2 separate regions of the Sus scrofa genome follow, and region 1 is linked to region 2. A link is a contact called in public HiChIP or PLAC-seq data. All regions are on one chromosome and are shown on one strand. The core of a region is the stretch at or near the end of the contact, and the rest is flanking DNA. Distances in the headings are between cores, read along the strand shown.

The links. HiChIP or PLAC-seq counts read pairs in DNA pulled down with a chosen protein or histone mark.
Region 1: a contact with region 2 is called in an H3K27ac HiChIP or PLAC-seq map of alveolar macrophages. The contact joins two enhancer-like sites. A contact is called at or near these places in 1 of 47 Hi-C or Micro-C datasets (epiblast stem cells) and 1 of 2 datasets of contacts at active chromatin or transcription factors (alveolar macrophages).

The regions. Positions count from the first base shown.
Region 1 is chr16:52,038,343-52,043,450 of Sscrofa11.1, forward strand. All of the region lies in intron 2 of STK10 (serine/threonine-protein kinase 10), which reads left to right. Among named protein-coding and RNA genes, the nearest start is that of STK10, 37 kb to the left of the region's middle. Within about 2 kb of position 2,524, at least 15 of the 83 cell types and tissues checked have an H3K27ac peak or open chromatin away from gene starts, as enhancers often do. A contact at or near this core is called in alveolar macrophages, where this site is marked.
Region 2 is chr16:51,822,945-51,828,336 of Sscrofa11.1, forward strand. It overlaps SH3PXD2B (SH3 and PX domain-containing protein 2B), which reads left to right. Exons shown (of 14, transcript XM_021077089.1): 7 at 613-747. Among named protein-coding and RNA genes, the nearest start is that of UBTD2, 82 kb to the right of the region's middle. Within about 2 kb of position 2,882, at least 32 of the 83 cell types and tissues checked have an H3K27ac peak or open chromatin away from gene starts, as enhancers often do. A contact at or near this core is called in alveolar macrophages, where this site is marked.

The DNA of each region.
Region 1 (5,108 bases), core at 1,274-3,773, 220 kb after region 2:
ATTCTTCCCCTAATCAAGTCCTATTTATTTTTGTTTTTATTTTCATCACTCTGGGAAGTGGCTCCAAAATGCTATCACTGCCTTTTCTGTTTGTTTAAAAGGCCTCCTGGAGGGCACGGTGCTCCTGCTGACTCCGCAGATGACAATGCAGAGGGCCCTAAAAAGATGAAAAAAAGAGAAAAAAAAAAAAAGGAGGCCTCCATTATTGGGAAGCCTTGGTGTGAACTTTCTGTCCTTGGCGCTAAATGGCTGCAGTATTTATGTATGTGACACTCTCAGTGGGGCTGCCTCTCCCAGGCCTCCTTCTTCCTGCTGCCTCCGGAATAGTTGATATTTTTTTTAAGGTGACTCCCTTTTTAGAAATTAAATACATTTATTTAAAAAGAAACTTTCGTCTCACTACCCTAAATGGAAAACTAGGAGGACCCACTTGCCACAAATAGAAAGAAAAGAAAAGAAACCCCTTCTATTCCATCCTGGCCCCATCCCCTTACCTGCCAAAGCCTGTAGCCCGGGCCCTGAGCTCCCTGTTAGAAGGGAAGTTGACACGGAGGGCCTCTTCAGCACCCGGCACTGACAGGGCTTGGAGGGGAGGGTGACCAGGGGGAGGGGCTCCTCCCCGCTGGCGCTGTGTGGGGCCCCAGTCTCAGGACCCCGTCGTGGGAGTGTCCCTGGGTGAACACTCTTGGCTGTGGCCTTTGGGCTTGGCTGAGCCCAGAAGGCCAGAGGCTGGGGGTGGTCCTCTTAGCACTGGGGCTGCCAGGTCCAGGGACACTCAGGGGACAGAGACTGGGTTTGGACCCACCTCTCCCGACCTGGGCTTCCCCCTGCCAGCTCACATCTCAACTCTCATTGTCTACACCCGGGCTTTCCCAGCGTGTGTGGCTGTGGAATCCTCCTCTGTTGAACTCTTCATGGAAGTTCCTTGGGCCGCAGAGAAAAGCAGCAGCTGCCTGAGCTGGGGTGGCGGGCCTTCCCCCACCCTCCGCCCCCGACTTCAGTGGTGGTCCCCAGAGTAGCTTCTAGGCCTTTTGGACTCTGTTGGGTCACCATCAGAGCTTGGGTCATTTTCGGTGTGAGGGGAGCTCTCGTGTACACTGCAGGAGGTTTAATAATATCCCTGCCTCTCCCCGCTAGATACCGGCCGAACCCCCATCTCCCCTCCCAGCATGACAATCATAAGTGTCTCCGGATGTTGCCAGATGTCCTCTGGGGGATGACGTCACCCTCCGTGTCTCTACCACTCGCAGCCTCTCGTTGGTTGGGAGGAGAAGGGTGTCTGCTGTGCCAGTCAGGCTGTGACCTTAGGGCGAGGTCACGAACGGATGACCCTGGGCTGGAACGGGCCCACAGACACATTCTGTTTGGCGCGGGAGATGGTTTTAGAAATGTGTTCCTTGCCTTTTGTCAGGAGATGGCCCATCAAGCTCTGGCCTTTGGACTTTTCTTGAACACCCTGGAGATGTGGCAGCGGTTGCCCGGGGCTGAGCAGCACCAGCCCCTCAGGAAGAGATGTGCTTTCTCGTTCGCCTCAGGCCTCGCGACTCCCTAGTGATCCCCGATACTGAGGCGACGGGGCCGGGGGGCGGCGGGGTGGCACTGTTTGTCATCGGTGTGCGCCACTGTCTTTCTTAAAGTAGAATCGAGAGAAATGAGTATTTATCATCCTATGTCTCTATCAAAAGTGAGGAAATTGGAGTTCCTCTTGTGGCCCAGCAGGTGAAGGACCCCACTTTGTCTCTGTGAGGAGGCAGGTTTGATCCCTGGCCTCGCTTACTGGGTTAAGGATCCCGTGTTGCCCTGAGCTGTGGTGTAGGTGGCAGGTGTGGCCCAGATCCCGCGTTGCTCTGCCTGTGGTGGAGGCCGGCAGTGGCAGCTCCGATTCAACCCCTTGCCCGGGAACATCCATGTGCCGTGGGTGTGGCCCTAAAAAGAAAAAATTGTGAGGCATGTATAGATAACCAAGAGGATTGTGTTCCCAGAAAAGTGTGCCAGATGGCATTTTTTCCATACAAGGCTGCTTTGCCCCGTACGTTAGCTACTCAGACCTGGTGGCATTTAAGCCAGGACTCCTGGCCTAGGGAATCCAAAAATAGGCTTGTGAGGCCCCTGTGAACTTCCTGTGCATGTACACAAGTGTGTGTGTGTGTGAGACTCTGGAGGACTGGCTGCTGGCTTTCCAGAGTATGTCTTCTTATTTTATATTTTTTGCTTTTTAGGGCCATATCTGCCACATATGGAGGTTCCCAGGCTATGGGTCAAATCAGAGCTACAGCTGCTGGCCTACACCACAGCCACAGCAATGCCAGATCCTTAACCCACTGAGTGAGGCCAGGGATCGAACCCACAATCTCATGGTTCCTAGTTGGATTCTTTTCCGCTGCACCATGATAGGAACTCCGTGACTTCTTATTTGAAAGTGAACATTCTGCAAAGAGGAAGTGCAGGGCCCAGAGTCACAGAGCAGGGTGTGGGTGGGAGGGGTGGGAGGGGCCCACTGTCCACACATGTTCACATGACCGCATGTCACTGGCCAGGGTTTCTGTGGCTTGTCGCCTTGGGCTCAGAGACAAGCTGTTGGTCACTGACAGAGATTGCATATTTGGCCTTAAAAAAATACCAGACCTAAAAAGAGAACGTGACATTAGATAGGAGCTAACAGCACTGGGTGCATTTAGAAAGTTGCTCAGGCATTCCCGTCGTGGTTCAGTGGTTAACGAACCAGACTAGGAACCATGAGGTTGCGGATTTGATCCCTGGCCTTGCTTAGTGGGTTAAGGATCCCGTGTTGCTGTGGCTGTGGTGTAGACTGGCAGCTGTAGCTCTGATTGGACCCCTAGCCTGGGAACCTCCATATGCTGTGTGAGCGGCCCTAGAAAAGACCGAAAAAAAAAAAAAAAAAAAGTCGCTCAGTGGGTTAAGGATCCGGCATTGTCACTGCTGTGGCGTAGGTTCAGTCCTTGGCCTGGGAACTTCTGCATGCTGCGTGTGTGGCAGAAAAGAAAAAAGAAAAAAAGAGAAAAGAAAGAAAGTTGCTCAATGTGGCAGAAGGAATGCCGGGCTGGAGTCAGGGGACCTGAGATCTTCCCAGATCTGGGACCAACTCTCTGTGACCCTAGAAAGCACCGTGCCCTCCTTGTACCTCTGCTTCCTGACCCTTAATGCCGGGGACTTGGAAGGGATGACCTCCCAGAGGCCTTTTGGTGAGTCCACTCGTTTTGTCCTGGCTGGGATAGCTCTGAAATCCTGAATTCCGGGTCTGTGGTCAGCTGGGTGGCCTGTGGTGGCCCTTCTCGGCAGTCCTGTGGGCCAGGACCTCCTACCAATGGGCTCTGGGATCCTGGTCCCTGTGGGGTCCCCTGGCATTCATCGGCGCCTGCTGTCCTTCTGGCTTGGGCCTGCAGGGACACTTCGGGGACCCACGTGCGTATCCACGATAGCATTTTGTTAAGCACTTGAAAGTCTGTGCAGGCCTCTCGGGCCTCTGGGGTAAGTGTTCTCTACCTCTTACCATTTCTGCTTTCCAGACAGAGTGCCACGAGGCTTAGGGAGGGGGCGCAGGTGCTGGAGCTTGTGAATCAGGAGGCAGGGATGGAGGTGAGAGGGAAGGGGCAGCGAAGGAACACAGGTAGCTGCCCTTTGCTGGGCCCTTTCTCTGCGCTGGGCTCTTCCATGACTGTCTCACCGAATCCTCACAGTTCTGTGGCACTGAGATGTTGTCACCCCCATTTTATGGATGTGAAGACTGAGGGTCAGCGAGAAAGAGAGTGACCATCTCAGGGCTCACCACCAGGTTCCAACCCCAATCAGCCTGGCACCTGTCCCTGCAGTGCCCTCCCTGTGTGCCAACCCTGGCTGCCACTGGATATAGTTCAGAGGACACTGGGCGCCCCTCCTCCACTCAAGGGCCCATTGTCCTGACGACCAGTTTTTGGCAGTGGCGGGGGTTTGGGGAGGGGCCGGGGGGTGGATGGGGCAAGACTCAACGATCCATCCAACTTCTCTCTTGAGTGCAATGGACCCTCCTGGTGCTGCTGGTTCCTTCAGCCCAGAGCAGGCAGAACCGCATAGCTGTGGCCGGGACAGGCCAGGGCAATGGGAGGTTCTGCCTGGAATCATGCCTTTGGAATGGCCGGGCTAGGGTCAGTGTGTCACCTTCCCAGGAGCAGGGACAAGGGTGACTGTGGTCTGGGGACTTGCTGCCCTGCTGCCAGACATGGAGTGCACCACCGGACCCCGTCAGCCAGCTGCCATCCCCTCCAGGGCACACCTGTCTGCCCTGCACAGCCCCAGTCACCAGTCTCCACCTAGCTTCGCGCACACCCTTGTTCCTTCCGTCCATCAAGCAGTGGCTTTAGAGTCGGCCAGACCTGGGTTGAAATCTGCCTGCCTCTGTGCTGCTGTGTGACCCCAGACACAGTCTCTGAGCCTCAGTTTCCCCATCTGGACATTAGGGGTGACAACATTGACCTCACAGCCCCGAATTAGAGACCCAGCTCGTTCTAGCTGGCAAGGCAGTCGGAGCCCCATGCCAGGCACCCAGCTGATAGGTCATGTGTGTTGTTCAGAGTCTAGACTGGCAGATAAATGTGTAAACCCAGCCCGCAGGCTGTACTGAAGGCAGGCTTGTTCTAGTGTTTTGCAGTAGCATGACTCGTTGCAAGTTGGCATTTTTCATGTAAGAATCCAAGTGTCCAGCTGGGCTTGAAGGATCAGTGGCTCTGGCCACAAGGGCCCATTCGTTACTGGTGTGGCATCTGTGAGCTGGGCTGAGGGAACCTACCCCTTAGATGGCTGTCTGCCCTGACATCTGTCCCCACCTCTGCCCAGGCATCTTCTCTGCATTTACACCCCGCCTGGCCCTGATGGGAGCAGATAACCCCAGTACCAGGTGGGAAGTAGGCAAAGGGATGAATGGGGGGCTGAGGGGCTCTCTTCTGTCCTCTATGGATCTTGGGGGCTGCTTCTTCCTTTCTGGCAGTGCTCCTACTGGTGTCTCTTTCGGGAGCCCCAGGACCTGTGTCATCACCGATGGCAGCTTCAGTCCTTGCTGCTGTTGCAGAGACTCTGCGTCCTTGTTGTGATAAGTCCTACCCGTGTCTGGGATT
Region 2 (5,392 bases), core at 1,632-4,131:
TGTTTCCTCCTCACCCTTTGGCTGGCATCCTGGTGGTTTCCAGCAAAGCATCGATCGAAAACTAATAGTCTCCTGTATACTTAGTGATCATATATATTTGCACATGGGTCTGTCTCCCCCCCCAGACTGAGTTACTTGAGGCTGGGAGTCGTGTCTGTTTCATTCACTTTAGTACCTCCAGCATCTAATAGAATGTTTGGAACATCGCTGGTGACTTTGTGAATGAATAGATGCGTGATGATGGGCGATTGATGGATAGATAGATGGATGGATGATGAATGGATGTTTAGTTGGTGGGGTGATGATGGGTGATAATGGCCAGTGGATGAATGGATGGAGAGATGAATGAACTTCCCCGCTGGGCTGTCGGCTTCTTCAGGGCAAGTACCACATCCTCATCAGCTCTGAACCCACAGTGCCTGCCAGGACCGGCACTTGGTCAGGTTTGGTGACTGAGTGAACAAATGAGTGAAAGGATAAATGGTTGAGGTGGCCACGACTTCTTGCTCTATTTGAAATGTCCTCCTCCTGGCCCCCCCCACCCCCAGCTCCTGTGCCTTCCCTCATGAGTGGTGGCCAGATGTGACATCTGGTAGCGTTTTGTATCCCCAGGGGGCGACCTGACTTCAGTGGACCCCATGGTCCTGGAGCAGTATGTGGTGGTGGCGGACTACCAGAAGCAGGAGAGCTCGGAGATCAGCCTCAGCGTGGGGCAGGTGGTAGACATCATTGAGAAGAACGAGTCAGGTAGGGCCCTGGATCCCTCCCTCCACCCTCCACTGTCACCAAGCCTGGGACAGGAAACACTTGGGAATGCAGAAACTGCAGCAGCCAGCCCAGGCGGGTCCGTTTCCATGGCTCCAGCTGATGGCCCGCTAGAGAGCTGGCCCTGTTTGATCACAGTGCTCGAGGGCCCCACTTGGTCACGGCTCAGCAGCATCCTGTTGGGTCAGATGTTCCCGACGCGTTCTGAGGTTCATGTTTTATGAACATTCCTTCCTGTTTCAAAGCACCTGCACCTGGAGGCATGGAGCCTAGCCCTCCACTGCAAGTTTGCCATGTGGATGGGCCTTTGGCTGCCATGGAAATCTTTTTTTTTTTTTTTTTTTTGTCTTTTTAGGGCCCCACTCGCAGCATATGGAGGTTCCCAGGCTAGGGGTCAAATCGGAGCTGTAAACGCCGGCCTACGCCAAGGCCACAGCAACACAGGATCCGAGCCGCTTCTGCAACCTACACCACAGCTCACGGCAACGCCGGGTTGTTAACCCACTGAGCAAGGGCAGGGACCGAACCTGCAACCTCATGGTTCCTAGTCGGATTCGTTAACCACTGCGCCACGACGGGAACTCCCCTGCCATGGAAATCTTCATGAAGGCCCTGTCCGCTGGGGGTTCTGGTGGGATGGACCTACTGTCCCAGCCCACTAGCTGTCGCAGGGACCACTGGCACAAACAGGCAGACCTCAGAGACATGGCGGGTTGGGTTCCAGACCACTGCAGTAAAGAAAGTCACACCCACTTTTTGGTTTCCCAGTGGAAACAAAAGTTATATGTACACTCTGCTGTAGGCTTTCAAGTGTGCAATACCCTCATGTCTAAAAAAAAACCATGTACATACCTTAATTAAAAAAATACCGGTGTTCCTGTCGTGGTGCAGCGGAAACGAATCCAACTAGGAACCATGAGGTTGCGGGTTCAATCCCTGGCCTTGCTCAGGGTTAAGGATCCAGCGTTGCCGTGAGCTGTGGTGTAGGTCACAGACGCAGCTTGGATTCCACATTGCTGTGGTGTAGGCCAGCAGCTGCAACTCCAGTTAGACCCCTAGTTTAGGAACCTCCATATGCCATGGGTGCGGCTCTAAAAAGACCAAAAAAAAAAAACAACAAAAAACCCCACAAACTTTATTGCTGAAGAATGCTAGCAGCCTTCAGCAAGTAATAATCTTTTTGTAATAGTAACATCAAAAATCCCCGTAACAGAAGTTTCCTATAGTGGCTCAGTGGGTTAAGAACCCAACGAGTATCCATGAGGATGCGGGTTCCATCCTGGCTTCGCTCAGTGGGTTAAGGATCTGGCGTTGCCGTGGCTCTGGCGTAGGCCTCAGCTGCAGCTCCAATTCAACCCCTAGCCCAGGAACTTCCATATATTACAGGCGCAGTCATAAAAAGGAAAAAAAAAAAAAATCACTGTAACAGATAGAAAAATAATGAAAAGATTTGGAATATTGGGACAACGTGCGACAGAGACACAAAGTGAGCAGAGGCTGTAGGGAAAATGGCACCAATAGACTTACTCGATGCAGCGCTGCCGCAAACCTTGTGATGTGCAATAAAGCGAGGTCTGCCTGTCCACTGGCCGGGACAGAATGTGACATGTTTGTGACACTTAGCCTGGTTCCATCTGAACGCCACATCTCACAGGCATCTAGGTTGCTTCATCAAGGCTGGTGCCTCAAGGATTAAAGGAGGCAATACCCAGAGCGGGCCTGAACCTGTGCTTGGCCCACAGGGAATGCTCAAAAGTGTGAGTTTTCTTCCCTTTTGCCTCTTGAGCCAAAATAGGGCATTGGCACCACCGAAGACAGAGCAAGGAACAGGGCATGAGCAGACCCTCTCCAGGAAAAAGTGGCACAAACCCACTGACTTTGTTGTGGCTAAAATGTGACCCTAGCTAGTAATATTAGTGGGCCAATCTCTGTGATACCCCCATGGCTAGTTAAGGTCCAGCAAATTGGGGAAAGACTGTTTCCAGCAACTCTGAATCATGTTCCCGGTAGTCATGAGATCAGCATTAGCCAACCAACCCCCCCCCCCCACCGATTACTCAATGTAGCCATTGTCATCCTGCTTCACAGCTGAAAACACCGAGACTCCAAGTGACTCGGTCACTCCCCCAAGATCTCGTGACAGGTTACCCAGCTGGAATTCCAGACCGATTCCAGCTGGCCCTCAGGCCGTGTGACGTTCTGTTTCCTAGAAATGAGGACAGGCGGATTGTGGGTGTGGCTGGGATGCTCTATGGGGACTAAGAAGGGCTCCCCCACTCCCCACCCACACCCCCTCACCCCTCCCGCCCCTGCATGTTTGAGTGACACCAGGAAAAGCACAGTTGCTTGGGAGAAGCCAGGATGGGTGTGGGGACAAGTCTGGCGTGTCCAGAAGCAGCAGGGAAAAAAGCGCAGATGCTGGCATCTTCAACGGGCCAACGCACTGGCAACATTTATGTGTATTTTTTCCTATTCTGTCTTTTGTGTTCATATTATCAAGTAAAGAAATTAGGCGTGCATGGGTATTTGTGAGTGTGAATGTGTGCGTGTGTTCGTGTGTATTCTGCAGGTAATACTAGATAACACTACAAGTGGCCCCAGTAGCCAAGACATTTCTAGAGCAAGGGAACAGGCAACATTTATTTTTGATGACATTTTACTTACCCAGGTAATATCTGAACACATTCTTACAACTTTAATGATAAAGTTAAAATCTATTTTCATCCTTAGCCTGCGTTCCAAACCCAGATCGCCCTTCGATCGGTTTGGAGTGAATGCTTCTTGACAGTTGTAACACACACAGCTGTTTAAGTGTCTGTATAGATATGTGTGTACAGAGATTTATATGTACGTACACAGTGTGTACATATGCGTGTGTACATATATGTATGCACGTGTGTACACACATAATCATACATACACATCGTGTTTCATGCTTGTATGTATCATATTGTAGTTTTTTTAAACCCCATTGGTCTATCATGCTATACATTTTTTTTTTTTGGTCTTTTTTTAGGGTGGCCCCCATGGCACATGGAGGTTCCCAGGCTAGGGGTCGAATCAGAGTTGTAGCTGCCGGCCTACGCCAGAGCTACAGCAATGCCAGATCTGAGCCATGTCTTCGACCTACACCACAGCAACGCCAGATCCTTAACCCACTGGGCAAGGCCAGGGATCGAACCTGTGTCTTCATGGATGCTGGTCAGATTCATTTCGGCTGTGCCACGACGGCAACTCCTTTTTTTTTTTGTTTTTGTTTTTGTTTTTGTCATGCTATATATTTTTATCTGCAGCATGACTTTTTAAGTCAACATTTAGCTCTTCTTAATCTTTTAACATCTGCATTCTCTTTGACCGGAATCAGCCATGTTTTCCTCGAGTAAGAACAGTACCTCTTTGGACACGTGGGTGAGTGTTTCTTTAGGTTGGACACCAGCGGTGGGCCTGCCGCACTGTAGGCTACAGGTACTTTCAACTTTAAGATACTGCCAAGTTACCTGCTTCTGTGGCCGTACCAATTTATTTTCCCTCCAGCAATGCAGGCATTAGTACCCATAGTAAAGAGCTGAGACCGTGAAGCCAGGAGGCCTGGGTCCGAATGCCGGCTCTGCCACTGTCTTGGTGACCTTGGTCAAGTCACTGCCCCTCTCTGAGCTTGGCTTCCCCATCTGTAAAATGGAGCAGTGATGGAACGCAGCTCACAGGCTGCTGTGAGGACCTGGCCCGTCGGTCGTAGGTGTGAGGCACTGAGACAGTCTGATGCGTCTCCATGGTCATTGCTGTTGATACGGCTTCAGGTACCTACAAAGACGAGTCCTTAGGATGCTTACGACATATTTTTTCCCAAGGTTTTTTTTCCTTTAAATGGCCACACTCAAGGCATATGGAATTATGCCTCAGCTGCGGCAACGCCAAATCCTTAACCCACTGCACTAGGCTGGGGATCGAACCTGCACATCCACCGTGACCTGCGTCGCTGCAGCCAGATTCTTAACCCACTGTGCCACAGCAGGAACTCTACACCATATTTTCTGAATTGTGATTTTCCACAAATTTTTCAGTCCACTCATTCACACACATACAGTTCCCAGCCACCAAAACATGTCTTTTACTTTTTTGGCCACACCAGCGGCGTGTGGAAGTTCTCAGGCCAGGGATGAAACCTGAGCCACAGCAGTAACAAGGCCAGATCCTTAACCTATGAAGCTACCAGGGAACTCCACCAAAACATGTATTTTAAAAGGAGTAGCCACGTTGCTGTGGCTCTGGTGTAGGCTGGTGGCTACAGCTCCGATGGGACCCCTAGCCTGGGAACCTCCATATGCCACGGGAGTGGCTCAAGAAAAGTCAAAAAGACCAAAAAAAAAAAAAAAAAAAAAAAAAGGGGGGGGAGCAGCCAGTCGGGTAAAGCAGAAGTTGGCCTCCTCTTCAGGGAGCTCAAAAGCCAAGGCCTCCCAGCAAGACCAGGAGGCTCGCTCAGAGTCTGCCCCTTCCTTCTCTTCTCTTTTGGGGTCTCTAGGACCTGGAGGTTTGCAGTCTTGGGGAGCAGATGCTGTTTTTCTTTTTTAAATTTTTTTCATTTTAAATTATTATTATTATTAAATGTAGGTGATTTACATGTTTCGTC